Linked DNA regions of Sus scrofa: region 2 is linked to region 1. Evidence: chromatin contacts called from public Hi-C data. All regions are on one chromosome and are shown on one strand. The core of a region is the stretch at or near the end of the contact, and the rest is flanking DNA. Distances in the headings are between cores, read along the strand shown.

The links. Hi-C and Micro-C count contacts between places; a contact is called where the count stands out from the background.
Region 2: a contact with region 1 is called in a Hi-C map of fetal liver, with 2.8 times the contacts expected there. The contact joins two enhancer-like sites. A contact is called at or near these places in 24 of 47 Hi-C or Micro-C datasets (adipose tissue, alveolar macrophages, brain and 15 more) and 1 of 2 datasets of contacts at active chromatin or transcription factors (skeletal muscle).

What each region holds. Positions count from the first base shown.
Region 1 is chr14:14,749,907-14,754,388 of Sscrofa11.1, reverse strand. No RefSeq gene overlaps it. Among named protein-coding and RNA genes, the nearest start is that of TRNAD-GUC, 45 kb to the right of the region's middle. Within about 2 kb of position 2,403, at least 5 of the 83 cell types and tissues checked have an H3K27ac peak or open chromatin away from gene starts, as enhancers often do. A contact at or near this core is called in fetal liver, where this site is marked.
Region 2 is chr14:14,924,222-14,928,703 of Sscrofa11.1, reverse strand. It overlaps GATA4 (GATA binding protein 4), which reads right to left. Exons shown (of 6, transcript NM_214293.1): 2 at 612-778. Among named protein-coding and RNA genes, the nearest start is that of NEIL2, 19 kb to the left of the region's middle. Within about 2 kb of position 2,618, at least 7 of the 83 cell types and tissues checked have an H3K27ac peak or open chromatin away from gene starts, as enhancers often do. A contact at or near this core is called in fetal liver, where this site is marked.

The DNA of each region.
Region 1 (4,482 bases), core at 1,154-3,653:
CACTGGCTCTTTCCTTCCCAGTCTCAACCCATTTCTGGAGTGGCTCAAACCATCCTTGCCTAGGCCCTGATTGGCCATGTTGTTTTGACTTCAATATATTACTATCTATGGGATGTGGGCAAAGAGCAAAACAGTGACTTGTCCCCATTCATTCATGTATTGGACAAATATCCACTTGAGCACTTTCTATGTCCCCAACTCTGTGCCAGGGGCTGGGGACATGGTGTGGAAAAGACACTGCCCAGGAGTTCCCGTCGTGGCGCAGTGGTTAACGAATCTGACTAGGAACCATGAGGTTGCGGGTTCGATCCCTGGCCTCACTCAGTGGGTTAAGGATCTGTCATTTCCATGAGCTGTGGTGTAGGTCGCAGATGTGGCTCAGATCCCGCGTTGCTGTGGCTCTGGCGTAGGCTGGTGGCTACAGCTCCGATTCGACCCCTAGCCTGGGAACCTCCATATGCCGCCGGAGTGGCCTAGGAAATGGCAAGAAGACAAAAAAAAAAAAAAAAAAGACACTGCCCAGCTGAACAGAAGGGACAGTCTGGCCAAACCTTTCCTTGTTTTGCTGTATCATTTGCTCACTCACTCAATAAATATCTGTGGATCACCTGGGATTCAGGGGACACTGCATATTTTTCTTAGTCTCTGGTGTGGCATATGGGATGCAGTGGGCCTCCTGTTTAATGCTAGGGGCTATAAATGAGCAAGAAAGAAACAACATAGTGTGTTCCCATTGTGGCTCAGTGGAAACGAACCTGACTAGTATCCATGAGGATGCAGGTTTGCTCCCTGGCTTCCATCAGTGGGTTAAGGATCTGGCGTTGCTGTGGCTGTGGTGTAGGCAGGCAGCTGCAGCTCTGATTTGATTCCTGGCCTGGAAACTTTCATATGCTGCAGGTGTGGCCCTAAAAAGTAAAAAAAAGGAAGGAAGGAAGAAAACACGAGCCAGAGATGATGCCAAAATCTTGCACAATTCTGTGATTAAGTCTCTTCTGCGGGTGCCCTGGTCTGGTTGGTTTTGCATGCAGGCATGCCCCCCCCAGGCACACACATGACACCCTCGCATGCACAGCACCCCCCACTCCCCTTGTCCAGCCTCCAGGATGGAGGACACATATTCTGTTTGCTTCGGGAGGGCATACAGCCCAGCCTGTCCTTGCATGGCCAGGTCCTCATGGTTCACAGGAAAGGCCATTCAGTCCAGAGCGATGAGCAGGAGGCTAATTTTAACAGGAGTCATGGAGTGACCTTGGCACAAAAGGAAAGCCTCCAGCAGAGGCGCCCCCAGATGGTAACCTTGTCCTTGCAGAAGGCATCAGGCTGAGATTAGGGACCCCCGCCCTCCTGCCCTCCCTTCATCACAAGCGATGCTGTCAGCTCACAGGCATGTCCCCTTCACCTCATCCGTCCTTGGTAATCTGCCTTCAGACCCCTTGGGACTGGCTCCCATCAGCCCTGTCAGCCTCTGCTGCCCGCAGGGGCCTGGTGGTCCAGGGCCCAAGCTGATTGGAAATGGGGGCAGATGGGTGGGGGTTGGGTAGGCCAGGCTCCCACACTTACTCCCAGGGGACCTCAGGGAGATGCTGTCCGGCCTACACCCCCCCCCCATGGTGTGTGGGGGAGCTCGTGCATGTACTAACCTACTGCATACATGACCCTGTTTCCTAAGTTTTATGCACATCCTTCCAGCTCATCCTTGGCTTCCCTTTGAGGTGGTACACTTATATCCTTTCTAAAGATGATGAAACTGAGGCTCAGAGAAGTTAAATAATTTGCCAGGGATTCCACAGCCAGTAAGAAGGAGGGCCAAGGGAGAACATAATCACCACCTGGTTCCTCCAAAACCCATCCTTCTGCAACAGGATCAGAAAGTGGCCCAGGAGAGAGGCCACAGGGATCTGGGCCCAGCCAGCCCCAGCAAAGCATCACCTCTCTCGTGCTCCCAGGAGACTCCCGCTGGAGAAGGCTCTGCCCAGAGGGCCACCTGGGTTGCATCCCAGATGCCTGAGCTTGACGGGTGGCCTCACCTCTCATCTGCAAAGGCGACTCGTACCAGAATCTACTTCTGTGGGTTGTTGGGCCAGCTATACACAGTTATGTACCTGAAGCAAGGCGCTGGCAGGTGTCAGGGGTGGGCGGCACGCCCGGCACACTGATGCATATTCCCTCAACGGGCTGTAGTTAAGGCCACTCTGGGAACAGGTTCTCATCTTCCTCATGGCAGGATCACGGCCAAGTGAGGACCTAAGATGTCATCAAGTCCCTGCAGGTGCTAGTCAGACCTTTTTGTGTGCCCACCATTCTGCCCACAGACTTTAGTTCCCCCTGGTACTTTCTAGACACTCCCCAAGGGCTATTTTTAGGGAGTTGGCTGCTGTCAGGCTGAGCTGTTACCCATGAGTCATCAACAGAGTCCTGACCTCCCTCGCAGGGGCTCTGGCTACCTCCCCTCTCTGGGACCACAGTTGACTGTCTCAAGGATGAGACTCCGTCCAGCACAGCAGCTGCATCAGCACCAGATGTTTCTCTTCCTTGCTTCTCCCCCAGCAGGGGCTCCGAAGCCTCCTGTCATCCTCTCTGAGCCGTTTGCTTAACCTTATTAAGAGGGTGGCCCCGCACGGCCAGTCAGCAGCCTCGAGTGGGTGGTATCTGCCCTGCTCCCCACTTTAATCTCAGGGCTGCTTGCTGGGCCCCTCAAGTGCTGGGCGTGGAGCCAGCAGCCTAGGTCCAGTGATGCCATGGCAAGTGTCAGGCTCGGCCCCGCTGTTGCCTCCCCTCGTCCAGGAGGAGGAAGGAAGGTGGCTGTATACTTGAGAGGTTGCTGTGAGGGGCACCCGAGGCCACGCGGAGCAAGGGAAACTCCTTTGTAAACTGTTGAGTGCTGTGCGCTTGGGAGCCCCATTCTCATAAGCACCTGTTTCAAAGGCAGTAGACTCTGTTCCGTGAAATAAAAGCCATTCTGGTTCAGAAACAAGGCTTTCCAGGGAACCAACTCATCAGATGGGGAGAGTTCACAAATAGAAGGATTTCCGTTTTCAGAAAAACCTGGAGTAAACTAATAACAACCCACCAGGAAAGCAGGTGAGTTGGAGTGGGCAGACGAAGCACCAGGTCTGGAGGGCAGGGCCCTGATATGGGGACTCTGTGCAGGTCTGGGTTCTTATCTGAGCCCCCGTTTCCATTTGTGAGAGGGCGAGGGTGGAGGAAGCGTTGGATTGGATGACTGCTTTCCAAAACAATTTTAAAGCCTCTCTCGGTTCAAATAATGCCTAAGAGGCAACTGAACACGTGAACTGGAGGCAAGTGGGCTGCTGTGCTTCAAGTGGGTGGGTGGGCCTTCCCCTCTCGCCCTCTCCCACTGTAAGCCCCCTACTCCTGACAGCCCAGCATAGATGCCCAGGGCTCTGAGGAGCATGGTTTGAAACATCTAGAGCAGATTCTTTTTGGAAGCATAATTCCACCATTTACAGCTGTGTGGCCCTGGACCGGTTACTTACCCTCTCTGTGCCCCAGTTTCTTCATCTGTAAAATGGATCATAGAATCAACCTCTTTCTCTACACCCAGTAAATGTTGATGGATCACGAAGGGTCTCTTCAGCTAAGATTCTAGACCATGGTGCCAAGTTTGGCTATTTCTTTTTCTTTTCTTTTTTTCTTTTTATAGTCACATCGACGGCACATGGAAGTTCCTGGGCTGAGGGTAGAATCGGAGCTGCAGCTGAAGGCCTACACCACAGCCACAGCAACACAGGATCTGAGCCCCATCTGCTACCTACACAATAGCTCATGGCAACGCCAGATCCTTAACCCACTGAGCGAGGCCAGGAATCGAACCTGCAACCTCACAGAGACAACGTTGGGTCCTTAACCAGCTGATCCACAATGGGAAGTCCAAGGTCAGCTTTTCCTCTCATCCAGAAGACTCTACAAGCTCAGCACGGCCATGGGATGTGCTGACAAGCTGACGTCAGAGACCCGGTTGTCTGTTTCCTCTGCTCTGCCGGTGGGTCACAGGGGCCGCCACCCTCGGTTCGCACCCCCCTGCAGCTGGATGCTCAGAACTGGACATGTTTTATCCCTGTGAACACTTTAGGGCAGAGGTCTGAGCATAAGCCCACCAGATGCAGACCTGCCTGGGACGTCTGGTGGCCGCCTTGGCGGAGTTAATCCTGAAGCAGCACCAGACAGACTCGGGGTGCAGGGATTGGGGGCTTGGGGGCAGAAGGGCTCTTCCCCCAGAATAGAGTCCTCCTCCACCCAGCTGGGACCCTTCAGCCAGGTCCATGAAGCCCCCACCCCCAGGCCCAGTGGGAAGCCTCAGGACTTCTGAGGCACTGGCCCAAAGAGGCTTCTTCTGAGCACATATGGAGACAAACTGGAAAACTCAGACAATTAAAGAGGACCCAGGTGCTGAGGGGCCCAGAGCCAAAGAAACTTGGGTTATTACTTTTGAAATGACACCACTGAATGGCTATTTCAAAA
Region 2 (4,482 bases), core at 1,369-3,868, 170 kb before region 1:
TCACAAGAGCAGTTCCTATTGGTCAGAATCAAATTATACTAGAGAAGACCAGGGACCCAGGAGCCAAAACCTGGGCTCCAAACTCTTCCCCAGCCACAGGGCCCAGCACACCCGGCTTAATCTCCCTGGTCTTTGGGTTTTATCAATGGATCGACTGCAAACAGGGTAAGTCACAGTGCAAACAGGGTAAGTCACCTCGTGGGGTGTACACGAACACAGAAGACACTTCAATGCCGGGCCAATGGGTTGGGGAGCAGAACACAGAAGACACTCCAATGCCGGGCCAATGGGTTGGGGAGCAGAAAGTCTGAACTCTGGTCCCCACGGGGAGACTCAAGACCTAAGTGACTGCAGGCGAGGCCATAATCTTTACTGAACCTCACCTTTCACGTCCACATAAGCAAGGGGCTGAACTAAATGGTCTGAAACATCCTTGCAGCTGAAGCTAACTCTGGAGGTATAAGAAATGACTTTTTTTGCCACCCAACCCTTCAACCTGCACCTTCTTTGAAAGATGACTTGAAGCCCCCAAATTCAAAACCAGGGATTTCCCACCAGGCTGCGAAAGCCGGAGCTGAGAGAAGGAAGACGGGAGCCTGCAGCCAGCTTACCAGGCGGCGCTGGGGCTTGATGAGGGGCCGGTTGATGCCATTCATCTTGTGGTAGAGGCCGCAGGCGTTGCACAGGTAGTGGCCGGTCCCGTCCCGCCGCCACAGCGGGGTGGACATGGCCCCGCAGTTGACACACTCTCTGCCTTCCGAGAAGTCATCAAACATATCTACTGGGTGGGAAACGACACAGGGTTAGTTCCCTGCCTGTGCCTGGAAATTTCATGTTGAAGGATCCAGAGACCAAGGAAATCACGAGCATCCCTCACAAGGACAGCAAGACGGAGCTGCCGTGCTCTTCGGCGCGCTGACCTAACCCTGGGGAGTTGGCTCTCGGTGTCCTGGGAGGTGGACACGTGACTCCCAGACACGACGCGGCTCCCCCTGGTGTGTCTGGCAGAGACCACTAGCACCTGGATGCCTCTCCTTCAGAGCCCTGGGGCTCAGCTAACACTAAGTTCTACTCAAGGCCTTCTTTCTCTTTATTCCCTTTCAAAATTGAGGTTCTAAGTGAAGTCAGCCATACAATGAGACACCAACATCCAATGCTTTCACTGACATGTGGAATCTGAAAAAAGGACAGACTGAACTTTGCAGAACAGATGCTGACTCACAGACATTGAAAAACTTATGGTCTCCGGAGGAGACAGTTTGGGGGGTGGGGGGGATGTGCTTGGGCTGTGGGATGGAAATCCTGTGAAATCAGATTGTTATGATCATTATACAACTACAGATGTGATAAATTCATTTGAGTAATTAAAAAATAAAAAATTTAAACAAAGATAACGGACACAGAAGAGCAAAAAAAAAAACAAAATTGAGGTTCTGTGGCCCCTTCAACAGAAATACAATCAATATTTACTTTGGGAAAAAATTTTAAATGCTGAAATGTGTAAAAAAATTTACAGAAATCATGCATAATCCTGTAACTCAAAGATCACCATATTATTAACATTTTGTTCTGTTACATCCTTTGCAATACTTTATATATTGACATATTTTTGCCTACTTGAGGTCAAGCGGTATCATTTTGAGCCTGTTTTTTCACTTCATACCAAATCATTTTCCCATGTTAGAAATTCTTCATAAATTCATTTTAGTGCAGTATATTATCCCATCATACAAATGTGCCCTCCTTTAACTATTATCATTAACTTTTACTTAATTGTTACCCAATTTCTGACTTTCATTTTGTAAATACTTCTCATCTTGTACACTCTTCTTAGCATTCCTTAGGATGCTTCTCTAGATATAGAACCACTAAGCCAAAGGGACTATGTTTTCTGAAAGTTCTTAAAATTTTCAAACTTTTCTGCAAAAAAAAGGCTGTACCTCTTTTTTTCTCATTTCAACACATCTGTATGGTACACTGTCATAGTCTGACATTTTTTCTTGCTTACTGGAACAGGAAATAAAGGTGCATATTATAAGCAACAAAGCCCGTCCAAGGGAACACGGCCCTTTTTGCACACTCTCACTTAACAACTGACAAATTTCAGCCATCTTGCTGAGACAGGCTGGGCCTATTTTTCTCATTGCCCATGATCTATGTAAAGTCCAGTTTAGGACTTTCAGAAGTCTCTCTGACTTCATGTATAGTGCTTCCTATTTTGAAAATTTACTGTCATTTCTAAATTTTCTGTCCCTAAATACAGCCACACTGGCGTCCAAATGGTTCCTGCCCTACTATCAGAGGCAAGAGTGGATTTTCCTCTACTTGAGGGGGAGATTTGGTGGGGGAGGGTACAAGCTCTCCCTCCCTCAGGACCTAGCCCCCTTGCCCTGGGGTTTAAAGTCAAACATTCTGCTAGGTCTATGGCCCCACTGCCTGCTCTAAGGGAGCGTGGGCTGGAGAAGAGGATGGTGGGGGACCCTCCCCTCAACTCTGGGTACACAAACAGTCATTTGCACCTGCAAACAAGTAGCTGTGAGTCAACAGTGTGCAGGTGTGAGGGGCTGTTTGCTCAGGCTGGGGAGCTGAGCACACACCGGTCACAAGAGAGGCTATTTTTGCACCTGGGTCACATTGAGAACCCTCCAGCAAGGTCACCTGCCTTCAGAGCCGCACATGACATGCCAACTCCTGTTCTCAGCTTGCTTCCCCAAGCCTGGAGGCAACAACCTGGACGCCTCCACCAATAGCCATTCCCACCTCTGCCAACGCCTCCACCACACCCTCACCTGGGATATTGCTCCACTCCAGCTCCCTTGGCCCAGGGCTTCCGGTGGGGAATGAGGAGGTGAGAGGACTGGACAGGCCAGGGGAGGTCAAAAGAGGACCTCCAACCAAGGAGGGGCGCTGGCAATGTTGTTGTGTGCTTGCAATCAACACTAGATGGCACTACAGCCTCAAAACTGATACTGGCATTCCTGCCTAAATCATGACGGAGGGCTTTTTAGATCACCTCTCCAGTCCAAATGGGGCACAACCCAATTATTCTATTTCTTTTTAATCATGGAAAATTTTAAGGATATTCAAGAATGGCCAGAATAGGAAAATGAACTCTTATTTAATCATCACTCAATTTCCAACAATTTGTGACCAATCATATCTACCTTGCCCCACTTGCCCCCATCCTGGGTTTTTTTTTAAAGAAAATCTCAGATATTCCGTCGTTTCATTCGTACATATTTCAGTACGTGCCTCTCACAGATAAAGATTCACACTCTTTTCCTTTCAAAGATAAGCAAACCAGCTTCTTTTCAGTTCATCTAAAGAAGGCTGCACAAACAAAGTTCTCTCAACTCATTCCTCTTTTTTAGAGGGGAGGGTCCCTTTCCCCCCAACACTCATTGTTTTACATGGGGGGGACTGAACCTCATTCCAGGAGCCCTCCTAGCAGTCCTGGTCTCCCTACTGGATCCTGACCTCATGCTGCCTTGAGAATCTAACAAGGAAACTTGCCTTAAAAACTCCTTCTCATTTGCAACACAGGCCGGGTTACACACAGTCAACCAACTATTTTACAGACCGAGGGAAAGGCACTGGAGGTCAGCACGTATGTCTTTGTCACCAACAAATATTTACTTGAGCATCTGCTATATAAGCATTCCAGTAGATGTTACAGGAGCTAAGAGGAAACCTTACTCTTAGAATGCTGGTGATCTGTTAATCAAATTGGGTATTCAGGTGGCAGAGACCTCGTTTAGGGTAGTAAGTGCAGAAGTCCGACCTGCATCGAAGAATCAGGTGTTACAACAGCAACCAAAAGAAGGATGGAAGGTCAAGGCCGTGCTTCCTAAAAGCCCCCATCAGACATGCCACGTCTCCCCATAACTCACCACACCTCCAAATGGGCAGAGTTTCAATATTTTCTACCAGAGTCTTGTCATCCAACCCACTCAATGAAACATGACGCAATTGTAAATGATTATGAGAAAGACACCATTAACAAGAAAGAAAAAATGTTTACATCTCAAGTTAAATGAAAAATGCAGCACACAAAACACTGTGAGGACATCTGAGACCGCCAGAAAGGAACTTCTAATAGGCTAATCAATTGTGTGGACTTTTCTTTTTAAAAACACCACGCTGGAGTTCCTGTCGTGGCGCAGTGGTTAACGAATCCGACTAGGAACCATGAGGTTGCGGGTTCGGTCCCTGTCCTTGCTCAGTGGGTTAATGATCCGGCGTTGCCGTGAGCTGTGGTGTAGGTTGCAGACGTGGCTCGGATCCAGCGTTGCTGTGCCTTGGTGTAGGCCAGTAGCTACAGCTCCGATTTGACCCCTAGCCTGGGAACCTCCATATGCCGCGGGAGCGGCCCAAGAAATAGCAAAAAGACAAAAAAATAAATAAATAAATAAAAATAAAAAATAATAAAATAAAAACACCATGCTGTAATGTTATAACTGCTTAGTTTTAAAAATATGATAA